Regions from separate parts of the Pan troglodytes genome. Here region 1 is linked to region 2. Evidence: chromatin contacts called from public Hi-C data. All regions are on one chromosome and are shown on one strand. The core of a region is the stretch at or near the end of the contact, and the rest is flanking DNA. Distances in the headings are between cores, read along the strand shown.

Evidence for each region. A called contact is a pair of places that touch in the nucleus more often than the background predicts.
Region 1: a Hi-C map of stem cell-derived neural progenitor cells shows a contact between it and region 2, with 2.7 times the contacts expected there. The contact joins the promoter of CTDSPL2 here to the enhancer-like site in region 2. A contact is called at or near these places in 1 of 7 Hi-C or Micro-C datasets (stem cell-derived neural progenitor cells) and 1 of 1 datasets of contacts at active chromatin or transcription factors (stem cell-derived excitatory neurons).

What each region holds. Positions count from the first base shown.
Region 1 is chr16:36,401,918-36,405,832 of NHGRI_mPanTro3-v2.0_pri, forward strand. It overlaps CTDSPL2 (CTD small phosphatase like 2), which reads left to right and starts at 2,236. Exons shown (of 13, transcript XM_001161793.7): 1 at 2,236-2,853. It also overlaps the pseudogene LOC104002289.
Region 2 is chr16:35,879,079-35,882,950 of NHGRI_mPanTro3-v2.0_pri, forward strand. It overlaps FRMD5 (FERM domain containing 5), which reads right to left. Exons shown (of 16, transcript XM_063794901.1): 7 at 655-742. Among named protein-coding and RNA genes, the nearest start is that of MFAP1, 78 kb to the left of the region's middle. Within about 2 kb of position 2,468, at least 5 of the 24 cell types and tissues checked have an H3K27ac peak or open chromatin away from gene starts, as enhancers often do. A contact at or near this core is called in stem cell-derived neural progenitor cells, where this site is marked.

The sequences.
Region 1 (3,915 bases), core at 986-3,485, 520 kb after region 2:
CTGAGATACAATGATCCTCCCACCTCACCCTACCAAAGTGCTGAGATTATGGCCTGGCCCTAAACTTACCAAATTTAACAATGGTAATAATATTGCCATAAGAGGTGGTATAATGAGCAGAATAGGGGCTTGAGTCTCTATTATATTTCTTACTAGATGATTGTGACTGTCTTTGGATATGGCATGTTTTTCTTCTTTTTTCAAATTTCAGTGTCTTCAACTGAAAGGCAGGGAACAAATACCACCTATTTTACCTACCTCATAGGGTTGTTAGGAGAATCAAAATGCATATAAAAGTGCTCTTTGGAAATAGCATATTTTACTTAAGTTTTAGGAACGTGAAGGTTTGAAATAACGATTTCTTGGAAATTTTTTCCCCCAGAAATATTTCTAATTTTTACCTGATTTAAAAATAACTTTATTAGCCAGTCCTCGATACTGGGAGGCTGAGGTGGGAGGATCACTTGAGCCCAGGTGTTTAAGGATGCAGTGAGTTATGATCATGCCACTGCACTCAAGCCAGGGGTACAGAGGAAGTCCTTGTCTCTAAACAAAAAGCAAAACAAAACTTTAGGGGCTGTGTGCAGTAGCTCAGGCCTGTAATCCCAGCACTTTGGGAGGCCAAGGCAGGAAGATGGCTTGAACCATGGATTTTGAGGTTGCAATGAGCTTTAATTACTTCAGCCTGGGGAATGGAGTGAGACGCTGCCTCTAAAAATAAATAAATAAATAAAATAACCTTTAGTAATAATGGGGTAACTGTTCAGTTGGTATTTTACTGCTTTCCATGATACACTCTGGATAAACTAATTATTTGTTGGATTCCATTGAACTTTTCAGGAATCTATTTTTTTGTGTGTGGACTGTTACTATTAATAGTTCTGTGCTGTGTATACCACCAGCTCCCAATAAATGTCGCATTCAGAGCATTTTTGCACTAGGAAGATTTACGGTGCAAATGAACTCTGACAGAAGAATCTTGTAGTATACAAGGTTTTCAGAAGACAACCCACCTGCTCCATACTTCGAAATAATGAGATTCACAACGGTATGTTATTTCTGCTTACTTCTCAGCCTCTCTTGCCATCTTCCCCCTGCCCTCCCATCCTCTTTTCTTAGCGCACAGAACTACTTCTCCAATGGCTCAACACAGTCTCATATTTGGACTTTTCCGTCTGTTGTTTCCTTTACCCAGACACTCTTCCCCTGCAACACCAACTCCTCCTTTTTGTCTCAGATGTTATTGTACGAAACCTTCCCAGACCCCCTCGCCGGCACTCTCATGTGTTTTACAACGCCTATCATGCCATCCTTGTATTCGCTTTATCAGTTTTTAAATTCTGTTTACTTGGGTGTCTTCTTCAATAGATTATGATCTTTGGCCGGGCGCGGTGGCTCACGCCTGTAATACCAGCACTTCGGGAGGCCGAAGCGGGCGGATCACGAGGTCAGGAGTACGAGATCAGCCTGACCAACGTGGTGAAACCCCGTCTCTACTAAAAATACAAAAATTAGCCGGGCGTGGTGGCGCGCGCCTGTAATCCCAGCTACTCGGGGGGCTGAGGCAGAAGAATCGCTTGAACCCGGGAGGTGAAGGTTTGAGCCGAGATCGCGCCACTGCACTCCATCCTGGGCGACAGAGTGAAGACTCCGTCTCAAAAAAAAAAAAAAAAAAAAATCATTACCTTTGGGGAAGGCAGTGTCCGTGTCTGCCTGGCTCACTGTTTTACCCGTCGCACCTAGTTATTTTTTCAATAAATATTTCTTGATTGAATAAGGAGAGTGGCTTGGAGTTTCAGTGAAAAATGTTCTTCCAAACACTAGGCTTGGTTTTCCGATACCCCACTAGAACTGGATTCTCCGGACTGATACATTTTCACTCTGTGGAGCTGACCGTCCTTTGACCTAGGGTCGCAGGTGGGAGCCCACTGGCCTGAAAGATCCGAGTTTTCAACCTGCAGAATCACCGCCAACATAGGGTTGAGTCGAAGGGCATGAATATTTATGATCCAAAAGCGACTGCTACGCCCTCTAGGCAATGAGCTGGAAAGGGAACCTTCAAGGGCCACCGAAATCCCAGGAAAGGCGCCAGATTCGCTTTCTCCCGGCCTCAGGCAGCGCTCCCTACAAACTACCTCCTCCAGCGCGCCAAGCCGTTAGTCCCGCCTTATCCCCTCAGCTCCACCTACCCAGCGCGCCCACAGTTACTAAACCCTAGCCGCCAGGGTGCACTACGCGTTCCTAAGCCCCGCCTCCGGGGCAAGGGCGCGCTCCCCCTCCCAGCTCTGCCCAAGCAGTTCCGTTAGGAGCGGGAGGAAAAACCGTCCGTCGGGTCCCCGCCTCTCCACTCCTAACGCTTTACTCCCTACTCCCCCTGCGACCACTACACAGCCGGCTACGGAGGCCCCTAATGTACAAATATCCCCCAGGCCCTTGCTTATCCTGATAGGTTTTGTCCTTTCTTAATCGACCCAGTACTAAGGCCTTGTGTTCAGTTTTTCTCCGGGATTCAGACTAGAGAGTTTCTTCCGGCGTAAGGAACTTCAACGCTCTTCACGGAAGTAAAAGTGTTTTTTTGGTTGTTGTTGCCGTTGTGGCTGCCCGCATTCCTTCCCTCCCACCTCGCGGAATTGTGGCGGGAGGGGGAGGAGGAAGTCAGGGCGCCTGCGCGGAGAGGCCGCTTTCCATCCGGGTCCCTGTCCGTGCGGTGCAGCAGGTCGGTAGGCGGGAAATGGCGACTGGCTGAAGGAGCTGGTTCTGTTGCTGCTGCGGGGTAAGCGGGAAAGACACCACACATTGCGCAGTCGGGACCATCGCCGGAGCCTGAGGACACTTCTCTGTCGTCACAGTTAGGTAATCCCCTTCGTCCAGACGCCGCCGCTGCTTCCAATCTTAGTCCTCCTCCTCTTCCAGGGCCGTCTGCCGGGATCTCCTCCCCTTCTAAACCTGGTCCTCCAGCGGCTCTGGCGCCTGGGTAGGCATGCACTCTTTGGCGCCTCGTACGTCCACTGTGCGGAGCCGCTCCTTTCTGGACTTTCCCCTGGGAACAGAAAGGGAGCTCACTTCCCGCCAGCTTCACCTCCTAGGTTGCGGCCTGCGTTGTGATTTCTGGGGTTAGATTTCACTTTGCTACCCACCCCCACTCCGATCTCACGTTCCTAGTCCCAACCTCTGGGTAATTAAGTTAGAAGTTTAGCTTTTTTAACCTTTTTGGCCCACCTGATGTTTTCAGCATTTCATTCTTTCGAGTAGGGTGCTTTTAGGGGGGCGTTGCTCTTATCTCAGTTCTTATAAACACCTTTTCAGAATCTGGAAGAAGGGATTTGACTAAGTTCTGTTTATCTTTTGTACTGTTAAAATCTCGAGTTGACATTGTTACTTTTTCAAATCGGGAGTGGTAGTAAAGAACAGTCCATGTGGAAGGCCTCTGGTTTCCACAGTGGTCAGTTAGAGTGAACCTTATTATCCTTAATATTCTCTGCTTTCTTTGGATTTTAAATGTCTGTATGGGTGTTTACTTTTGCATTCTTGGCCAGAGTTCTGTGGTAAATAATTGCATAAGTAAATCTTGTTTATTTACTTCTCACCCTAGTGGTGGCTGGATGTGTGAATGATGTTAAACACTTCAGCGTACCTTAGGGAAACCTAAAGAGATCTAAGAGCTCGTAAACTTACCTGAGATCCTGAAATGAAACGTACTCAGTAGATGTTCCTCCGAGGCAGGGATTTATCTTCCTAATGCTGGTAACGCAGTACCAAGATGAATTTCTTCAGTGGGTATACAAATTAGTGACTTGAAATGATGGATTTATCTGTGTAATTTTCAAATTGTAGATTGCTTTGTCTCCCCATTCTTCGCCCAGTTTTAAATTTTCGTTCCTGGTCCATTTTTTATTCTTAGAAGAGGGAAATGGC
Region 2 (3,872 bases), core at 1,218-3,717:
CCAGGAGTGTCAAAGCAACAGGGACAGGAGGTAACGTGAAGGGCCACAGCCACAGAGAGAGACTGGAAGGGGCCATGGGTCTGCACAGGCCTCGGCAGTGACTGGCTGCCCCCGCTCATCTCCAAAATGCCAGATGTGCGTGAGTAATTACAGAGGTTTTCTCTGGGCAGCCTCCCCGGCTGGTTCTCGTCTATCCCTCACAGGCGCATAATGGCATTAAATGTGACTCCACTGCAGTTCCGTGCAGTGACTTATGCCACTGCAGTCAATAAAACCCACTCTCGGAAAGAAACTAGATTACAGGTCAGGAAAGGGTGGGCAGGCGCTGAGCCGCCTCTGATCGTTCTCTGTGGGGGGCCTTCCATATCCCTCCTCTCTTCATTTCTACCAAATTACCCATTGCGGGGCCCTAGCTTTGGATTTGTTATTTAGATTGACTTTGCCTCGGTTCCTCTGACATTGATGTGGCACCACAAAATTATGTAGCATGGGATCCAGAGGAGTTTTCAAAGCAGGCATTTTCTCTGATATCTCACTGAAAGTGCCAGCCATGTAAACGTTGAAGGGGGCCTCTGAGTGCAGGCATGGGGGCTCTTGCTCCTGATGCCTTCTAGAGGAGGAAAGGTCATGCAGTCTCCAACCAGGGGGTCTTACCTTACATGGGTGAGGATCCACTCCATATGTTTCCAATGTCTGTGCTTTTCTTAAGAAGTTCAGCTCTGATGTTGCTGGTGTTTGACCACTGGAATAAAGAAGATGAGATGATTTCAAGGTGTCTTGTTCCCACAGGTTCCCCTGAGGTAAACTCTCTATGAAGATGTGCTTAGGATGAGCCACACATCTCAATTTGTCTAGGGTGTGCTCCCTGCTTGGTTCTAGGACCAACTTCATAGACTCCTGCTAGAGTCTCTGACTGTCTTCAAACGTTTTCAGAGTGAGGCAGGCTACATAATGAATTACTTGGGCTGAGTGTAAACAATGGGGAGTGGTGGGGACTGTGGCAGCACCACCTTAACTCTGAGATTCTCATCACTGAGAATGCAGGGCCCACTACTTGGGAGGCTGAGGTGGGAGGTGGGAGGATTGCTTGAGCCCAGGAGTGCGAGGTTTCAGTGAGCTATGGTCACAGCCCTACACTCCACCCTGAGTGACAGAATGAGACCCTGTCTCAAAAAAAAAAAAAAAAAAAGAATGCAAGGCTTAGCTAGATATTGTGATTTTAAAAGAAAAGTCAGAGATACTGATTTTTATGTGGTATTTCACAATTTAAAATACTATGGGGTAAAACAAAATACATCTGTAGGCTGGAGGCAGGTCATAGGCTTCTCATATGTGATCTGTTCTAGACTGAAATATAAAGAAGGGGCTCATATAGCTTGCTGGTGCCACCCAGCCCTCTTCCTTTGCCAAAAGGAAACACAGGAAATTAGGGTGAGGAGAGGCAGGAGACAGTGCTGAGCTCCCATGCTCCACAACAGCTGTCTGCCCATAGGGTGATGACCAGGAAAACGAAAGATGCTGAAAAAGGCAGAGATCAGCTCCGGCTCCAGGCCATCTGAAGGGGCCTTTGGCATCACCCCTTCCCACTGCCTCTTTAGCAGGTGTGTTGATGGGCTCATTGCAGACCCAGTGGCAGAATAACCATCAGGCTCTTGCCTGGGTCCAGAGCCCTGCAAAGCAGATACACTTCTATAGCTACAGGTTTGGCTTCAGTGAGGAGGGGTGGGCAGCTTGTGAAGTCAACATCTCTGATGGCTGGTGGACAGGACTGCACGTTGCTCGTTTCTAAGCTTATCATTTGCCTCAGGTGATATGGCCAGGCAGGAAGATAAGCTGACCCCAGGCCAGATTCCCCCTAGTGTCCCTCTGGAGAGGCATTAGTCAGGCAGCACCTTTATGTGCCAGCCTCTGTGCTACTTGCTGGAAAATATATGAAGAAACACAGTATACAGTCTGTGCTCTCAAAAGCCCATATCACAGTTGCATAAAGGAAGCATGGACGTATTTTTACATTATGAAGACGAGGCAGGACCTGTGGAAAAAGTACCTGTGGAAGGGGGTATTACTGTGAATAAAGACTTCTGCATCCACTAGTGTACCTGAGGCACAGGGAAGGTAAGTTAGGAAAATATCTGTGTGGCAAGCAAAGGGCTGGCTAGAGCACAGCTTCCCTTTCCAGGGAGTGTCCTCTGTCTGCAGGGGGAGTGGGCCCTGTGGGCTCCATTTACCCTTGGAGTTGGCCCAAACCTCCAGGGTCCTCAAAGCGGGCATCATTTCCTGGGGGATCCCCTGCTTTGAACTAGGTTTCTGGAGGGCTGTCCCTACTATTCTGATGTCTCCTAAAGCCCTCCAGGCAGTTCCAGCACATCCCTGATCTCTTTGAAGGAACCATGAGGCCCCTGCCCCCAACACCACAGGCCCGTGTTTATTCTGATTTTTACCACAAGGGGTCGCTATTCCCTAACAGAGTGACTTGAGGAGCCATGGGGTCCTGCACCTGGGAAGGCACACCCAGGGAGAGGGGCGGGAAGCATCTAAGATTCCATTTGTTCGGTGTCGCCATTCCGCTGGGAGGGTCAGGAACCCCTCCTGCCACAAAGCATGGGCAGAGGGGTCTGTTTACAAAGGCTAAGGAGGCTTTGGGTTATATTTGTTGGTAAAATCATTGAGTGAAGGGTTTCTGGGGGGCCTGTGGTTGGGGAAGGAACAAGTTGAAGCTTAGTATTAGCATTAGAAATATCCAGCTCTGCTCCCTGTTGCCAGGCATAGTCTTTCCTCGGAACAGTAGATACACAAACCTTTTAAAATATTTTTTTAAAGCTGTAATGTATTATAATGACAACATAACTTTTTTGTATTTTTAATTTTTTGAGACAGGGTCTCGCTCTGTGGCCCAGGCTGGCATGCAGTGGTGCAATTCCAGCTCACTGCAACCTCCACCTCCCGGGTTCAAGTAATTCTCATGCCTCAGACTCCTGAGTAGCTGGGATACAAGCGTGTGCCACCACATCTGGCTTTTTTATTTATTTACTTTCATTTTTAGTAGAGACAGGGTTTTCGCCATGTTGCCCAGGCTGGTCTCGAACTTCTGACCTCAGGTGATCTGCCCTCCTCCGCCTCCCAAAGTGCTGGGATTACAGGTGTGAGCCACTGCGCTTGGCCAACACTGCATTCTATATCCCTTTTTTCCTCATAGTTTGTCAGTTTGGGGAATCTGTGCCGTAACCAAATGGAGCCCAAACACCCTATTGTTGCTTTTTAAAATCAGGCTTTGTAGAAAATCCTACTTCATGTGGGTGAAAGGCTGCATTAATGCTGTTTTATGGTATTCAGCATATTCTGGGCAAAGTAAGAGAAGCTGAGAAAGATGAGGCTCCAAACTTGAAGCCACGTCTCCTCCACTTCTCTCTGTGCAAAGTCGGGGACTCCAGGTAGGGTATGGGGGGGCCTGAGTTAGGCGGGGCTGAGGACATACTTCTGAACCAGAGTGCTCCCAAGGCACCCTCAGCATTTATGAATCAGCCCTGCGCACTCCATCCTCCACTGAGAAGCCACCTGTCACACCGTCACAGACTAAGAGCAGAAGCCTGCCCTTTTTCACATCCTCACTCAACCTCTCCTTTTTTTTTTTTTTTTTTTTTTTTTTTTTGAGATGGAGTCTCGCTCTGTCACCCAGGCTAGAATGCAATGGCGCAACCTCAGCTCACTGCAACCTCTGCCTCCTGGGTTCAAGCGATTCTCCCGCCTCAGCCTCCGGAGTAGTTGGGATTACAGGCACCTGCCATCATGCCTGGCTAATTTTTGTATTTTTAATAGAGATGGGTTTTCACCATGTTGGCCAGGCTGGTCTTGAACTCCTGGCCTCAGGTGAT